Regions from separate parts of the Ovis aries genome. Here regions 1 and 3 are each linked to region 2. A link is a contact called in public Hi-C data. All regions are on one chromosome and are shown on one strand. The core of a region is the stretch at or near the end of the contact, and the rest is flanking DNA. Distances in the headings are between cores, read along the strand shown.

Region 1 (2,700 bases), core at 61-2,560, 250 kb before region 2:
TGCTACATTATAGGTTCCGGGCTCTTCCCACACCTCTGAAAGCAGTAAGGGGTTGATTCTTTGAACTCTTGGGATGCTATTACACCACTATGTACCTGCTCCTGGTGGTAATGAGGGAAAGTTTGAGTGTTCTCCCTTATTAGTCTTTGGCCAAGCAATCCCAGCTCAACTAAAGTCTAGTTCCACTTTCTTCCCTCCTCCCTGCCCATGCAATAATGCTCTCAATGAGTCTCCAGAAGAATGAGGGCAGAGGGATCCCTGAGAAACCCTTCCAATCAGTTGGTTAACAAACTGCTGGTACTTTCTCTCTAGCCTTTACTTTCATTTCTCTATCACTACTCAAAATATTCCTGCACTTCAGATGCCTCTGCCAACTCTGTACTACTTTCTACAAAAACTTCCCCTCACCATCCAGCTGCAAACAGCTCTACCAAAAGCTTAAGATACTTCATTTTCCCCTGTTCAGTGACAGAGTTCCCTCTAGGCTCATCCCTCCTTCCCCTACAACAGTCCCCTTTCACCAGTTCTTTACTCATTCTTTCTCTTACCTCCAGAAGGGGACTGATGGGAAAAACACTGAATCAGATGAAGCCTATTCTCATCTGAACCTATTGTCAGTTTTCCCAACTGCTGCCCTCTAAGCAAGTCACTTCCTTATCTGAGTCCCAGTTCCCTCTTAGAAGGACTCTAGTGGCATGGCCTAGATCACGCGGCTGTGCTTGCTGCTCTTTCAAACTTCGACCATCCACCGCCTGGAGGCCATAAGAACCTGAGGAGAACCAAGGGCCTAAATCCAGACAGCAGGTCCAGGAGGTGAACCCGAGCTCCTGGAGCCACCCGCTCCGCTCCTCCCATGCAGATGCCAGGAGAGCCGAGAGGTGCAGCGGCGCCCTCACTTCCCTTACCCGAGTGGGGGATGCCCACGCTGGGGCAGCCGGGCTGCAAGACGGTCGAGCGGGACAGGGAGTCCTCGTATTCATCCAGGATAGACGCCATGGTGCCCGGCCTCTGGGTCCTCCGTCCCAGGGATTACAACAGGGCTCCCCCCAGGGATCCCCGTCTCCCCGGATTGGAAGCTGCGACTCCCCAGCCTCGACAGGAATCTGACAGATCCTGGCAATCGGCCACCGCCAACTCCTCCTCTTTAAAATCCTGAGAATCTTTTCACTCTCGCCTTATAGAGTGAGAAGATCGGAGAGCCCGCCTCCTTGAATTTGGCGCAGTCCTGCACCCAACTCACGCCCCCAAGAGAGCACCTGTTCCCCCTAGCCGATCTCAGGTGATCCCAACCTCGCCCGAGCAGCTCAGCTGACTCCCGCCCCTGGGACGCACGCCTATAACGTAACTTCCGGGTTCTCAGAGGCCCACGTTTGCTGGCGCAGGAACGTCGCGGAGCCGGCCCTTGGGAGGTGCGGTGAGATCTGCGGTGGGCGGGGCCGGATGGTGGTAGGGGCGGGGTCGGGTGGTGGACGGGCGGGGCTATGGGCCTAGCTGGCGCTCCAGCGGAGGAGTGCTCCGTTCTCTGTTGGGGATAGTCCGAGCTGGTGGCGGTGGTTTAGTCATTAAACCATGTTCGACTCTTGCGACCCCATGGACTGTATGTACCCCGCCAGGCTCCTCTGTCCATGGGATTCTCCAGGCAAGGATACTGGAGTGGGTTGCCATTTCCTTCTCCAGGGGATCTTCCTGACCCAGGGATTGAACCCAGGTCTCCTGCACTTCAGGCAGTTTCTTTACCGATTGAGCTACCAAGGAAGCTCCTAGGTGGTGGATGGGTCCCGCTGAACACAAGCCCCACCCTCCTGGACTCTGCTGCAGTTCTAGACTTTGACACCAGGAGGCAACCCTGGCTTTCTCTGTCGCCTTTCCAGACCCGCCCAGCGCAATCCAGCCTCAGCCTCTGAGAAGGTCCCCAGCATTTTTCACGCCCAGGCTTCCCTCCCGCAGAAGACCACTCAACCTCTGGTCAGCTCCCGCTCGCACGTTTAAAAATAGCCCATTGCCCTAGGTCCCCAGTGAAGGAAAAGACTACCCACTCCAGTACTCTTGCCTGGGGAATTCCATGGACAGAGGAGCCTGGAGGGCTGCAGTCCGTGAGGTAGCAAAGAGTCGGACACGACTAAGCGACTAACACACACAATAGGTCCCCAGGAGAACATTCCTTTCTTCAATCTAAACGTCACCTAAATCCTCCCTTCACACGCACAGGGAGGCAGTCCTGGCCTCTCTTCTCCCACGTCCAGGGAGCCACCCGTTTCCAGAAAGTGGCAGAGATGGTGGCTCGGCCAGCAGGAAGCTAGTCTCGTCTCTGGTTCGCAGTGGCTCCTCCGTGTTGAGCACTTACTCTCTTCCTGGACTTGAGTTAGGTGCTGGGGTCACAGAGATAAGTACAACAACCGTCCTGAAAGATCATAATCCAGAGGGACTATAGACCCATAAATAGGTAGTTAATGCTGATTGTGAGGTGAAAGTCGCTCTTCTACTCTTTGTGACCCCGTGGACTGTAGCCTGTCAGTCTCCTCTGTCCAGGGAATTCTCCAGGCCAGTATACTTGAGTGGGTATAGCTGTTCCTTTCTCCAGGGGATCTTCCCAACCCAGGGATTAAACCCAGGTCTCCTGCATTGCAGGCAGATTCTTTATGGTCTGAGCCATCAGGGAAGCCCTAGTTAATGCTAAAAAAGTAGTTTATGATTTGTTCA
Region 2 (2,715 bases), core at 2-2,501:
AACCCAACCTTTACAGTACGTTAAATTCACATCTCAAACCACTCTTTCCTTCAAGTTCCACCTCAAATACCACTTTCTCCAAGAAGCCTCCTCTAGACTCCATTGCCAAAAAGCATCAAATAAGCTGGTCTGTGTTCCCACATTCCTTTAGAATGTCCTGTAATCCTTTACAGTGTCTTGCTTTATAGTTATCTGTGTATATCAATTCCTTCCCTTTCTGGACTGTAAATTTTAGATGAAGGACTGAATCTTCTGCTCCCTGCCCGAGCACAAGACAAGGAATCCAATACAGATCTGAGGAATTAGACTGATCCAATTCAACTGAAAACTTCAACCTTAATACCTAAAGTAAGCTCTGCTTTGGTCTTCTCTGTCATATCTCTATAAACCGATCTTTAAGATTCCAATCGACAAAACATATTTTTAGAACTTTTTTCTTAAACTCTACTATTGAGACAAACAGCAAGAAAAGACTCCTTAACTCTGGCTTAATAACGCACCGAGGATTTTTTTAAAAACTTATTTGTGGCGTACTAATACTGGCTTTATTTATGTTATTACATCCGCTGCTGCTGCTGCTGCTAAGTCGCTTCAGTCGTGTCCGACTCTGTGCGACCCCATAGACGGCAGCCCCAGAAAACTCAAAATCTGCTCAGTGCCGCTAGCACTCAGATCAGACACTGTAAATAAACCATAAACCGAGAGTTCAAAATCACATTTCTGTTACTTCATTTATAGCTAAGAAAAGACTAAGAAATGCAAACACCCGTGAGTTCCCCAAAGAAGGGAAAAGGAGGTAGGTGCTAGGGGCAGTCCTGGAGCCCTGACAGAAGATGGCGGGGCGGGACGCGGAGAGAGCCGCGGGCCAGCGACCCAGGGCCGCCCGTGGGGCCCAGGTGTGGATGGAGACTGCTAGGGGGGCGAGAGGCGGCACAAGTGTAGGCCGAGGTGAGAAAAGAGCGAGTCCTGCACCGGGGGAGAAGCGTCCGTACCTGAGCCCACAGTTCTGCGGCAGCCTGGCTGTAGGCGCGTCCCTCTCCTCCCAGCGTGGGGCCTTGAGTCCGCTCTATCAAAACCTAATTCCCGCGGGCGAAGACCAGGACTAAAGTTACCCGCCGCGGCCCAAGGGCTTCACAAACTCTCCTCAGACTTGTTTGTGGTCCGCACGCTCCTCACACAGCTCACCCCCACCCCTTCCCGTCTCCTCACGACGCCCAGAGGACTCTCTAAAGCATTCAAATCTAACCGCCTAGCTAAAGCGCAGGCGCAAAGCCGCCCAACGCGTCGGCCCCGCCCCTTAGGCGGCGGACCCTCCCTAAGATTTCTTCAGTCAAAGTTTTTTCCCAGTTAGTATGCCAATTTTATTTCTTCCAAGGTTATCTCATTTTCTACGGAATTTTCCTTTATTCCTCCCCACTGCAGATTCCTCACTGCATGGGAGCGGCCATCTTCTTTTTATTTCTTGCTGTAAAAAAGATCGGAGCTTTGCTTCCGTACAAAATGGCGGCTCCCATTCCATTACGTCACATCCCCCTAGTTTTACTCCCTATAGCTACCAGGAAGGAGTAGGCTTCTGGGACGAGGTGGCCGAGTGGTTAAGGCGATGGACTGCTAATCCATTGTGCTCTGCACGCGTGGGTTCGAATCCCATCCTCGTCGAGCGAAGGTTTTATTTTTTCGCCACTGATTTGAACCGATGACGGTGAATTTCCTTGCGGAATGGAAACAGTTGCTTATTCATTGCAAGTATGATTTACTAGTCGACTTTGAAACCTCCGGTTTTACTCTTTAGACAGCTTTTGGAACATTCTGACCTCACGTATAAAGAAAAAGGAGGGAAAGAGACATTTTTGGGGAATCAGTGTTTAATTAAATAATGCATTTAGTGTATTTTTAATGTAGCAAAAAACAGTGCATAGAATCCCACGATTATCGCTATTTACATATGTTCTAGTGGTGGTCTGCTCGGTATTAATTAACCCAGCTCCTGACTGAGGAACTTCGGTTATTGTGGACTCTAACCCCAGCGTTTTTCATACCTGTCGTTACTATGAAATATCAGATTTTACTTCAAAAGCTACCGTGAGACTCAGTGTTCAGGGTTCTCTTTCAGTCCCCAGGAGGCTGCAGGTGCTCAGGAAAAGTACTCGACGTTAAAAAAAAGATGTTGACAGCACTTGGAAACTTGGTAGTTATCTGGAAGTCAGAGAGGTGAAGACATAGCTGCCTTCCCAGAGGAGAAAGTTTTAATTCTTCTCTTGGATTTAAGCAGAGAGGGAGTAGGAAAAGAATAGAGATTCTCCTCCTGAAGGGTCACCAGGCAGTCTTTCAACTCACATTTTAACAACCGTCATTTATCCAGTATTTATCTACAGGCACCACAATGAATTACAGCACTTTAATTCACAATTCACAATAACACTGTGATCACAACAGACATGTTTATTACTCCATTTTACAGATGAGGAAACTGAAAGATAAACTTGTCCAAGGTTATACAGCTTTTGTACTTCCAGAAAAGGCATTTATTTGTCTGTCAAACTCTGGTGGCCCTTCACCACCACCCTATATGGTGCTGGAAATTAGTAAAAAGCGCTCACCAATCCTTTGCGGTCATGGTTTACACATTCTCTCCGCACTGAATGGTACCCCAGAACCTGACACTGGGCAGGTATCTTCAGCTCCAGGAGTGGAAATCAGGCTCTACTGACTTCT
Region 3 (2,700 bases), core at 193-2,692, 140 kb before region 2:
AAGAGGGATGAGTACTGATGCATGCTACAGTATGGATGAACCTTGAAAACATCATGTAAGTGAAAGAGGCCAAAGACCATATATTATGATGAAAAGTAGGCGAGTGGTTACCTAGGGCTGAGGGGCCCAGGGGAAATGAGTGACAGCTAAGGTTCAGGGTTTGGGTATAGGGTTTCTATTTAAGGTGACGAAAATTGTTCTAAATGTTCTAAAATAGTTTATGGTCATGGTTGAACAATTCTGAATAAGCCAAAACAAACCAAAACCCAATCCTGTTGAACTGTACACTTTAAATTCGTGACTTCTGTGGTTATATATATCATATACCAGTGAAACTGCTAGTTTAAAAAATGGCTTCAGAAGCACTGAATTCCCAAACTCCAGGCTTACAGAGTGCTTCCGGAGATCTGGGAAGGGACCCAGGAGTCTACATTTTACCATCTGCACAGCTGGCTGACTCTTAAACCACTGCCAAGACTTCTCCCATCCAGTGGAGAGCTCATCTGCTATTTCCTGCATCTCTAGGGAACCATGCACGTCCAGATGGATCACCGGAGCACTGGAGAGGTAGGGGGCAGACGAGCGTCCTGCTGCCCAGGTTGGGGACCCAGTCACATTCTGTACAGTCAGCACCTTTCTTTTTGCAGAGGAAACTGTGCCCAGGGAAAGGGGCGTGGCTTTACTTTGAATGGATGTTCTCACACCTCTAACCCTCCTGGTCATGTCCGGGTTCTTTCTTCTTTCTTTTCTAAGGTCTCAGAAGAGCTCTTCCTGGAATGCCTAAGGGCGCAGATCGTAGCTGTAGGCGGGCCACTGTCTCAGTGTCGTAGCACATCCTTTTCTTTTTCAAACCTCTTTTCCTTAGGTTCGTCCATTCCTCCCACCCCCCATTGCCCGGCGGAGCGGCTCTGTGTAGGGCAATGGTTGCTGCGCTTGAGAGAGCAGGACTCTCTGAGTCTCTCAGAGGTTTCGACCTCCCGCAGGCAGCTAGGACCTGAGCCGCAGGCGCCCGGAACTCCTGGGTGGCGGGGACGCACGCACGTAGTCCCCTTTCCCGGCGCTGGAGGGGCCCGGCGGCCGGAAGGGCCCGGCCGCCGGAGCTCCCTAGTCCCTGGATCCAGGCAGGGTCCGAGTTCCAACCGCCTCCGCCGCCCGCGGGGGCGTGTCCCAGGCGGCTTCCGCGTCCCGGCACCCGCAGGCGTCGCCCGGGACGGAGGCGCCAAGGTGCGGCCGGCAACGTCCCCCCGCCCGGGGCCCAAAGCCAACTCCCAGGGACGGGCAGCGGGTACTCACCATGCGTATCTGGGTGCTGATGAGCAGGTAGGGCATGGTGCGCGCGTCCCGGCCAGGCTCCTTCCCTGGACTTTAGGTCGGGCGCCGACGCCAGCCCTTCAGGCTCCGGGACTGCGACCAGCCGCCTGGAGTCCAGTTACTCCGACTCTGGCCTCCGGTTGCGCCAGTCCCTGAGCTCCTGGTCCGTAAGCCCCTCGACCGGCCAATCAGGAGCGGGCGCCCTTGACGCGCCTGGAGCTCGGTGATTCAAGACCCGCCCCAGCCCTGGGGCAGCTCACTGGGACCCTGTGTTGTCACCCACCGCTTCCGAGGGTCGTCCGGCCGCGAGGAGGGACCTCTGTTGGGTAGTGGGGGGATCGCTCCCGCACCGGTGCGCCGGAGCTGGGAGCGGCCCCCGAGCTCTCTCTGCTGGCTGCGTTGGGCCGTGGCGCCCAGCGCGCGTGTTGACCTTGCACCCCGTTATTGCAACACCTCCAGTAACAGGTTCCAAAGTCCTGCGGATCCCCGTCCCAGCCCCTGTGAAGCCCAACAGGAAGCAAAGGGCGACCCCACTGAGGTCTCCCAAGCTTCTGCCCACCTCACCCAAAGACTCCTCTAAAACGTTTATCGGATCCCTACTTCCCGACCGAAGACAAGTTCTCCGGAGATTCCTTAAGCGCACAGAAGACAGGCAGGAGACCCACTCGGTGCACTGCGCATTCCTGCCTCCCCGACTGTAGTTCCTAGTACAGCGGAGGAACTTTGCATTTCTGTGGCCTTGTAGGTAAGTATGTAAGAGAACTGAGCACTTTGCTGAGTGCCAGGCCTAGAGAGACTGAAACCAATGGAATCTGGCCGTTCAGAGAGCTTTCCATGAAGCTGGACAGACACCACACACGTGCAGGAAACCACAAGGCAACACCTGGGACAAAAGAAACTTCCCCGAACCAACCACCGAAGAGAGCGGCGAGTTCACCTCCACGTGTTCACGCCCTCATCTGGATGTATCAAAATCTGACAGCATTCTTCATCTGCCTTGTTGTGACATCTGCCTTGTTGTGATTGGTTTTTGAAAAAAGAAAAGCAAAACAAAGGCAAACTGTAACCTTCCCTCCTGGACTCTTGAAAAATCTTCGCTTCACTGAAGGGCACATACAGGGCTCTCTCTGTGCCTCCAGCACTTTGACCGATGAGAGAAATACAAGGGATAAATAGCAAGTTGTAACCCTAAAGAAGGAGCTTCCCTGATAGCTCAGGGAAGTGGTAAGGAATCTGCCTGCCAATGCAGGAGGTGCAGGAGGCTCGGATTCAACCTCTGGGTTGAGAATTTCCCCTGGAGAAGGGAATGGCAACCCACTCCAGTATTCTTGCCTGGGAAATCCCATGGAGAGAGGAGCCTGGGGGATAAGCCCGTGGGGTCACAAAAGA

What was found. Hi-C and Micro-C count contacts between places; a contact is called where the count stands out from the background.
Region 1: a Hi-C map of tail adipose tissue shows a contact between it and region 2, with 4 times the contacts expected there. The contact joins the promoter of VPS18 here to the promoter of KNL1 in region 2. A contact is called at or near these places in 3 of 16 Hi-C or Micro-C datasets (blood, hypothalamus and tail adipose tissue).
Region 3: a Hi-C map of liver shows a contact between it and region 2, with 2.6 times the contacts expected there. The contact joins the promoter of GCHFR here to the promoter of KNL1 in region 2. A contact is called at or near these places in 6 of 16 Hi-C or Micro-C datasets (blood, hypothalamus, liver and 3 more).

Annotation. Positions count from the first base shown.
Region 1 is chr7:34,632,091-34,634,790 of ARS-UI_Ramb_v3.0, reverse strand. It overlaps VPS18 (VPS18 core subunit of CORVET and HOPS complexes), which reads right to left and starts at 1,310. Exons shown (of 5, transcript XM_004010456.6): 1 at 906-1,310. The coding sequence starts at 996.
Region 2 is chr7:34,382,521-34,385,235 of ARS-UI_Ramb_v3.0, reverse strand. KNL1 (kinetochore scaffold 1) reads right to left here and starts at 1,251. Exons shown (of 27, transcript XM_012181202.5): 1 at 993-1,251. TRNAS-GCU (transfer RNA serine (anticodon GCU)) reads left to right here and starts at 1,578; the gene lies at 1,578-1,659.
Region 3 is chr7:34,517,951-34,520,650 of ARS-UI_Ramb_v3.0, reverse strand. It overlaps GCHFR (GTP cyclohydrolase I feedback regulator), which reads right to left and starts at 1,442. Exons shown (of 3, transcript XM_004010451.5): 1 at 1,294-1,442. The coding sequence starts at 1,329.